2 separate regions of the Hordeum vulgare genome follow, and region 2 is linked to region 1. A link is a contact called in public Hi-C data. All regions are on one chromosome and are shown on one strand. Each heading gives the region's core, a stretch centred on a gene start, on an enhancer-like site or on the middle of the called end of the contact. The rest is flanking DNA. Distances are from core to core; before and after follow the strand shown.

Evidence for each region. A called contact is a pair of places that touch in the nucleus more often than the background predicts.
Region 2: a contact with region 1 is called in a Hi-C map of seedling, with 2.7 times the contacts expected there. The contact joins two enhancer-like sites. A contact is called at or near these places in 2 of 6 Hi-C or Micro-C datasets (leaf and seedling).

The regions. Positions count from the first base shown.
Region 1 is chr2H:635,711,903-635,716,526 of MorexV3_pseudomolecules_assembly, forward strand. No RefSeq gene overlaps it. Among protein-coding and RNA genes, the nearest start is that of LOC123428150, 11 kb to the right of the region's middle. Within about 2 kb of position 2,384, at least 3 of the 3 cell types and tissues checked have open chromatin away from gene starts, as enhancers often do. A contact at or near this core is called in seedling, where this site is marked.
Region 2 is chr2H:635,904,499-635,909,122 of MorexV3_pseudomolecules_assembly, forward strand. No RefSeq gene overlaps it. Among protein-coding and RNA genes, the nearest start is that of LOC123431042, 19 kb to the right of the region's middle. Within about 2 kb of position 2,708, at least 2 of the 3 cell types and tissues checked have open chromatin away from gene starts, as enhancers often do. A contact at or near this core is called in seedling, where this site is marked.

The sequences.
Region 1 (4,624 bases), core at 1,134-3,633:
AAACAGAAATAGTAAAAAAAAACCTAGAGAAAAGAAGAAAAGGTACAAAAATATGAGGAAACTGAAGTAGACATAATTTATTTATAAAGTTCGAAAAAAACTCATATATTTTTTAGATAATTTCACATTTATGCAATTACAGTGGCATTTTTTGCAAACTATGAAGTTGATTTCAAAATAAAAATAAAAATGGAGAAAAGGAAAAGGAAAAAATAAAGTAAAGAAACCAAGGAAGATCTTCTAAAAATGTTTTTTGGACCGAAAGCAATTTTGCTAAAATGTTCTAGCCGTTGCCATAATAGAGAAAAATTAGGACGGCTGAATCGCATCACTGTTTAGCTGCATGCGCGTTGTGCGGTAACTAGCGTCAAATGGAAAAAACACACAAAGTTTCTGGTAGAAGGGCAAGCAGCCATATCACCTTATGTAGGCTAGCCACGTCATAGGCCGATAAGGACTAGATAATTTTCATTCATCATTTTATAATTATTTTTTTGTAAAATTTATTATGCGCATCTTTTTGATCCATTTAAGATCGATATTAATCATTTTACAAATTTATATTTTTATAAAATAAAAGTATATCTTAAAACTCATGAATTGTTTTCAGTTTCACAAATACCTTTTGAAAGTTCATGTAATTTTTTAAAATCTTTAAATAGTTTTCCAAATTCATGAAGAAAAATCTGACTTCGTGAGAACATTTTCTAAAAAGTAAAAAAGTAAAATAAATGTTGAGAAAAGAAAAACTGATAGCTTGTTGGACATGATTTTTTTTCTTACAAGAGCATCTAATATTTCCCCTATTTGATAGGAACGAAACAATAGACATGAGGCTGATAGCTTGTTAATGAACTTAACTGTAATTGGAAGTAGGTTACAAGAGTTAGGAAAGGCATAGAATGTTAACAATGCATCAAACTGGAAACTCCACACAGGAGTAAGCGAGTGGGCCAACCCATTAACATCGGGATTCTAGCGGCTCGGTCAAGTGTAGTGAGTCCAGATTATTTTCTATGTGTTGCTTTCCAGTGTTTTATTTTGCATTAAGGCATTTTTCGTTTGTTTACCCTAGAAAATACAAAAATAATTTATATTAAAAGTTTACATTGTTAATGACAATATTTTTTGAAAAATATGAACATATTTTTGGTCCTTGTGTACATTTTTTATGACCTCGGACATTATATTTTATATATTATAAAAATATTATTATTGACCTTTTAGACATTTTCAGAAAAGTCGATATTTATAAGATTCCAGTAGCATCTTTTTTTGCAAACTATGAAATCAATTTCGGAAGAAGTATAAAAAACGAGAATATAAAAAGGTGGTATACAACAAATATACCAAGAAAAAACCTTTTAAGAAGTCCCAAGATGAGAAACAACCTTCCTAAAACAGTAAAACTGTTCTAGCAGCTGCCAGAATAAGGAAAATTAGCCGGGCCAAATGAGATCACTGCTTAGCTGTGTGTGTATTTTGCGACAATTTGCGGTTACTAGTGTCAAATAGGAAGCACCACAATGTTACCCAGTAAAATTAACTCAACAAAAAAGCAGTAAGGTCAAACTACCATTGTGGTATATGTGTATTTATATGCCGGGCTTTCTCTGAAACAAAAGGGTGAGTAAACAGACTAGGCCGGCATGTGCAGCACTGCTTGCAGTATGTTGGGCTAATCTTTCAAACTGAGCCTGGGCCACCTGTGGGAGACCATTTGATTTGATATGACCATTCCTCCTGAAAAAAAATGATTTTACCGTTGACACCTAAAAAAAAATGACATACCATCGTCGACCAACATTCAATTTCCAGCCTGTGACTGGTGACTTTTCATCCATAAAATTAATAGTTGAAATCAGCTAATGCGCCCACGGTTGAAGTCTCGCATGCAGATTGCAGATGCAGGGCCAGGGAGCATGCAACAGAAGAAAATAAATCATGTCTAATTGTCGCTTGTGGTCTCTCCCCGTGAGCCTTGAATCACGCCTGACCTGCGCGCGCCCAACCACAGCAAGACGATCAAGGTTGCTGTATCTACACGAAAGGAACGCATTAGTGCAGTGTCGCAGTACGTACTTGGCCAGTGAAGCCGGCCGGAAAGAGGCCGCACGAGAGCGTTCCCTGTGGCGCGCGTGGTCCTCCATCCACCGGTGCATGTATCGTATCATCGCCTCCTTTCCGAACCACGAGCGGTCAATTTGGTTGCACGACAAACACAGAGGGGGCGGGCGGCGGCCACGCTGGCATAATACGGCGCCGTTCATGCACCGTAGTGGGTGTCCTCCTTTCCAAGCAAATGCACAATGATTAGATCAGCTCGGCCCGGAGAGAGAGAGGGGGAGAAAAAGAAGAACCACTGGTCAGGTGTGATGTCGCCGACTATCACACCACCGGAACATGGCCCCACCGTTTAAGGCATATGCTATGCTATGCTATGCTGGCTCATAAATTAAGGAGGCGCCTCCTGTCGAAAAGTCAAACGTACGCTCGAGTGTGTCCCTCTCCCCCCTCTTGCTGATGATAGAGCGATAGAGTCACCACTCACCAGAGCTTAATCGCCCGCCCGCCGTCCCATCACAAACACATGAACGACGCATGATCGGGGGTGCAGTATTTTTTCCATGGTGGCCGGCACGGTGGCGGGGATCGCCCGAGCTTTTTTTGCGCCGGCAGCCAGTGGCCTGGCGCACCAGCAGAGCGCGCATGCATGATCCCCGACTCACTCACTCACTGCAGAGTTCCCAGGGGTACACGCACCCTTTGCAAAAATCGCCAGCACCGGCCGGCCATGATGGTCATACATACATACATCTACTCATATAACCGGAGGAGCCTATCATCGCGTCGGTCGATTCGTGCTGCTGCGAGTGGAGGCGGTATCACGAAAGCGCTAACAAATCCGGCCAGCCTCCACTATCCACGCCACCAGGGTCGCCGTCCTAGTCGGAATCGGAACCAGCCGCGCCGCTTCCCCGGTCCGGTCCGACCCGCCGCTTTCCTCCCCTGCCAGCGCATGAACGGGTCGCCTCCGACGCCGCCGCCAGCGCCAACGGAAAGCGTCCAAAAGAGCGGAGGAAATTCTTTTCCGAATTCGCGGCAGGCGGGAGTCGGGGTAGGTGGTCCGTCCCGGGCCGCCGCCCGTCTTGTCGGCGCGGGTGGCATGCAGCGGCAGCGACCGGCGCTGGTGGGCGGGCGGGCGACGAAGCGCAACACACTGGAGCGCGATGGCGAGGCGTCGACCGGCGTGGCGCCAGAGCGCGGGGCGGCAGTGCGTGTGCGCGCGCCGGCCACGCCGACCGAGAGCGAGCTGGCCCCCGCCACGGCAACTTGCGCGCCCTCCGGCCGCCCACTGGTGTGTGCTCGCCCGTTTTAATAATCGACCGGCACGGCACGCACGCATGCACGCTGGAACCGTCCAACTGCCGGCCGGCGGGCGGGCGGAGTCGGCAGTGGAATTCCAGTGCACGGGCATTATCCGTGGATCCGTATCATTCGCCTCTTAATCTATCATGATTAGTAGCATTATTACGCTACTACTGCTCCATTAATTTGGCTATTTGTTTAGCTGGGGCGACAGGAACGCCTCGTTGTATTCCTAGTTACTCCACCCCCGGCGGGCGGATTTGTTTATCGGGCGGGCGTCACACGCACACACAGACACGGAGAGATAAGGTGGCAACGACGGCGGGGCCCGTCCACTAGCTGCAGCTTCCTCCCCGGGCCGCCCGTCGCCGTCGCATGCTTCCCTCACCTCTCCCTCCCCCCACTTCCCATGACGGCAACAACCAATGCCCAGATTACAACTTCGGATATGGACGTGATCCTCGCTATATTTGCGCCCATACGCCGCCCATCCATCTCCTCACTCGCTTGCTCCGGCCACTATGATTGCCAGTGCAGGCAAGGTGGGTTTTTTAAGGGGGCAAGTGGCCTGCTGGCTGGCGGGCCAGTTCGTCGGCACCCAAATCTCGATTCGGTGCAGCATATCGAGCACTGGCCAGTTCGTTAGTTATTGGAAGCGGCAGTACAATTGGAATATGATATGGGGCAGTACGACACACCACAGCTCGATCGCCAGGAGCATGTACTCCCATTGATTAGGGCAGACCGACCGGCGCCCTGCTGGATAAAACTAGTAGAGTACCCGTCCATATATACTAGTAGTAAAGCTGACGGCCGGAGGGAGCAGTATTTTATGCGCCCGGCCACAGCCGTGTCGATCCACACAAAGACGAACAGTTCCGGTCGATTCTGCCGCTATCATCCAAACGAACGCTACAAACCAAGTTGTACCGCATGTCCCACCAGGTGGTGTCTTTCTGGTCCTATCAGTAGTAGTAGTAGACGAACACCGTGTCACGTAGTACTGTACTAGACTGTTGCTGTTTTACTGTTACGTGAGGTCGGCGTGGGTAAATGCTCTCGGCGGCCTGCCGGCCGGTGGCGTGCGGCGGCATGCCAGCCAGCGAGGCGGCCATAAACGCGGGCGGCCGTACCATGATCACCGACAAAACTCATGAACCGGAAGTCGCCGCGGCCGCTGCCCTATCTCTACCTACCTACCAGAACTCCACTCACCCGGCCTAGCTAGACCTAGGCCTAGACGGCTAGACCCATG
Region 2 (4,624 bases), core at 1,458-3,957, 190 kb after region 1:
TTGCAGATGCTCTAAGAGCAACTCCAATGGGGCGACCCATTTCGTCCGCCGCCGTCCGTTTGGGTCGGCGCGCACAAAAATGATGGCCCAACGCGCCGACCCATTGCCAAAACGCGTCTGCTTCGCGTCCGCGCCGACCCATTTCCGACCCAAATTTGGGACTGAAATGCGTCGGCGCGGATGCGAAGCGGACGCGCTCGCCCACTCGGTGTCCGCCCCCAACCACCACGATCAGTATAATTTATGACGGCCGCCATCTTCGGGCCCACACGTCGGCGACCGCGGTCGGCCTTTTTTAATCCGAACGTGCGGTGGGTTCCGCCATTTGCTTCGAGAAGCCCGCCCGTCCAAATCTCGTCATCCCTTTGTTTCCTCGTCGACGACCCGGCAGCCATGGACAACGGCGACAACCTCGTCGTCTATGCTCGTGCGATTCTGCCAGAGGAAGTCGCCTACCTGCACGCTAAGAGGGCGATGCACCAGGCGCACGAGCGCGCCCGTGCTACGCCCGGCTACTTCCAGAACACCCTCGTCGTACGCCCCCGCGCGCTTCTTCCACAGGAGACCGTCTACCTTGAAGCTCAGATGACGATGCACCAAGCGCGTGAGTGCGCCCGTGCTGCGCCACCGCCGACACGAGCACTACCCGTGCCGGCAGAGCCCGTCCCCGCTCCGGCACAGCCTGACCTCGCCCCCGCGCCGGCACAGCCCGACCTCGCCGTCGGCGCCGAAGACGCCTAGGTTTTTATTATTAATAATAATGTAACGCGTGGACTCTCGTCGGCCTTCGTGGTCGGCTTTTTTATGTTTAAATTATGCATGCTTGGTGCACGCCAGCAAAAATGAGTTGAGCCAGTGTTGGGCTCATGCACCTACCCAAATGTCGAAGCGGACGTTGGTGTTCGCCTGGCCGACCCAAACGGAAAAAAAAAATGAAATCGTCGTCTGTTTGGGTCGGTCCATTGGAGTTGTCCTAACAGTTTGGGCAACATCGTATGCCACGAGAGTAATTCCATTTGCTGCAGCCTTGCCCCATTGTTTGTAACAAAATTGCAAAGCTTATGCCCGCTTTTAGAAAAATGCAACTTTTATAATTTACTTTTCCATTCACCCTTCCAACTATCTTTACTTGCTAGTTGTACCAACCCATCCGAGACAAGAAAAACATGTGTGGCACACCCAGCAAATGCTACAATACCGGAGAAAGAAGAGAGATGGAAAGGCGTGTGACAGCCATGAGGCACGGTGCTGGTGCCATTCCCGAGAGGAAACGTAAAGAAGGTGAGCAGCAGCAGCAGTAGGCGAGTGAAGCACTGGTGGTGTAAAGTTGATGGCGTCGAAAGGCAGGCAAACATCCTTCGTACACTAAAAAACACATTTGTCAGCTTAATTGGTGCTGTTGATCCTATCAGCAGCAGCAGCAGCAGCAGTTCACATTAGGTGATGCATTGCATGGCTTCACACGAACTTTTCTAAACCGGGAATATTTCCGATGACCATATCATTGCTAATTATGTGCTTCTTTCCCGTGCTTTTTTCCTTGGGCTATGGCCTATCGAAGATGGGGCGAGACGTTTGACATGGACGCTGCTTAAAAGCTGACAGGAGCACACAGATACTACAATGTGGGCGGGGGAGGGCAGCGAAGGTAGGGGCCATTTTGGTTTCTTGTCCTTGGATTGTTTAAGACATTGACTATGGAACGGTACGGGTAAAATGTGTGAAAGGTCGTCGCAGCAATTAAGTTTCGCAGTCTTGCTCGCCATCTTGCACTGCTGCAGCATTCAAACGACACGATCGATGCCCACTGAAACGGGCCAAGGAAATCAAAGTCAAACATCACGATGAGAAATTACTGACGAAGTTTTATTATATACTGTATATAACTCAACTGAGGAGGTTTAGCCAGCATTCGATTTCGCTTTGTGATTTTTTCACTTGGGTGTAACTGCTTCTTGACAAGATCAATCTTGTGCTTATTTTATCAAAAAAGGGGCATCACCATGATTCCTCCTTTGTTCCTTACTCAAAGCGAAATGTGCACTTTTATGGACCAATCATCCATGGATTGGAGCAGAATCCTGCTTTCACCAACTGACGAGTTCATTTTTATGCCAGCATAGCATGCATGCATGGTGCATGCATTTAGAAGGAGTCAACCGAGCAATTAGTAGTGGCCCAGGGAATCAAAGACCATTACATGGATGAAGCAGCAAAAGCGAGGCAAAGAATGCGGAGAGGGGCCAGTTTTACAACTCTATGTTTTTATATATTTTTGTGTTGTGAATAATCTTTGTTGTTTATTTGCAACTACAGTGCTCCTACGTGTGGTACAAGACCTCAGGCCTGGAGGTGTCGAACTGAACTCACATCAAGCTTTTACCAACATCACACACATCGCTGGATGCTCAGCAACCCACGAGCACGCAAAGGCCCAGCAGCAGCAGCGCAGCACTGAATGCGTGTATATACACACCACGCTTACAAATATTTTAATCAGCTAGTAGTACACACCACCGCTGCTACTCCTACTTACCGGCTAGTAGCAGCTGCTGCAATGGTGTGCAGTGTGCACCTGCCGGGGCCTCTGCCTTAATTTTCAAACTTCCAAAGTGGCTTTATTCATAGTAGGCCACAAATGCCAGTGCCCTCCGTGGAAAACACAAGCACAAACACAAACACAAAAGAGAAAACAGCCCCACGCATCCCATCTCTGGGCCGTCGCACACACGCAGGTCCAAAGGTAGGGGCCAGGCACTCTCCGTCGAGCAGCAGCATAGAAGAGCGCCACACAATAGTCTCCGGGATTGACCCGGGATTTCCTCCCATTCCACGTCCCTAGTGCACGTAGAACAGTACACGCACGCACGATGGATGGACGATGACGAAATGCGACCCGGTTTCCCGCCGATTTCCACTCCTTTTCTTCTTCGCCGGCCATCGGAGGCCGTGATGCGTCGCTGGTGCGCCCACACCACCACATGGTCGCAGTTTACGGCTGCCCGCTCTCGCGTCTCGCGTCACGAATCACGACGTGTTTGCGGCATGCGCTGCCTGCCGGCACAGCGAGCAGGCGAACTGCTCGAGCATGGCCCGGCGTGGTGGGCTAAATGGGTAGATTAATGGGGGACGGGACGTGCCATTGGGCAGTGTGGGGCGGTGTCAGTGCAGGACTTGTTACCGGGAACAGGCGAGAGAGCTCACAGTCACAGTGCCTGCCTTATTAAGCCCCCAAAGCTGCGGCCCCGTGTTTTGCCTTGTTCCCTTCCCGCGAGCACAGTAGATAGAAAGCCAATAGGAGTGTGTGTGTGCTATCAGCTCAGCGGCCTAGCACTACCAATCCACAGAGACCATTGTTAATGTTAACCCCGAGCAGGCGTCGGCAGAGACGGAACGGCGTAATGTACCCACAAACCGTGCATTGATGCGCGCCGGTAGTGCAAATGTGGTACGTACTTGCTGTACTGCTAGGGTACGTTAAATCGCATCACGAGTGTTGGTCCGTGTGGCGCCGCGATCGCGATCACGCCAACTTGCAGCGAGACGCGACGTGATACGACGCCGAGCCTCGTGATCGTGATCGTGATCGCGTGCGCTCGCTGTCGCGTCGGCGCGCGGCGCGATCGACAGCAAAGCCAGGGCCACGGCCACGGCCAGCACCAGCACCAGCCACCACCGGTCCACCGGCAGGCAGAAGAAGAGAGCGCGAGTGCTAGCTAACCGGCCGTGATCTCCTTGTCATCCTGCTAAATCTTTGCCTGCCGCTCGGTGGCATCGATCGTGGCCCCTGCGTACGTGCCGTCGGGCATGCACGGACGTGCGTCGATGCGTATCCCCATTGATGTACTACTACTAGCAGCGCATATGATGGCCCCGGGAGCCTGCGTCGCCGGCAAATTCAAACATGAGATGACACGAGACCCGTAGAGCGAGCAAAGCATTTACTACAGCACCAGGTCAAAACGGGCAAAGCCAGAGGTACCAGTCTAATCACCAGCCTGGTGGCTCTTCACCGGTAATCAATACGTAGGGTGATCGTCCGTCGTGCGTGCAAGCATCCAAGGCATGCATGCATGGCAGCATGGGCTCGGCCGATCAAGTAACTTTCACCCTCATTTTCCTCTCACGAAACCCACACTGATGCAAGTACTGATGAGACGAGAGTCTCCTGGCGCAAGCAAACCCACCTGCAAAAGGTAAATGCCAGGCGTATCTTACTTACTCCTCTACTTCGTGTGTGTACGTACGCACGGCCGGCCTTAAGTACGGCGTGTGAAGGTACGTACTCCAGTCCAGCGTACCAATAGTGCCGTGGCGGTGACTAGTGAGGAAATCAGAGTGACGCGGCTACATAGCCATGTGGTGTGAAGGTGACCATGCCCTTGCTTTCAGATGACTTGTCGCGTAATTACAGCAGGATCAATCTATCGGAGATGACGCTGCTACGGCCAAAGTTGTACCTGTAATATAAGAATGGTCACCAATCAGCAACGTCTTGTACCTGAGATCACACACCGTACCCCCACGTGAATGTGTTCAGTTCTCGTTGAAAAATTAGTTTCACCGCATCTTTCCTCTTCCATGTTGCGAGACATTACTAATAGTTTGACATAACCAATGAGTT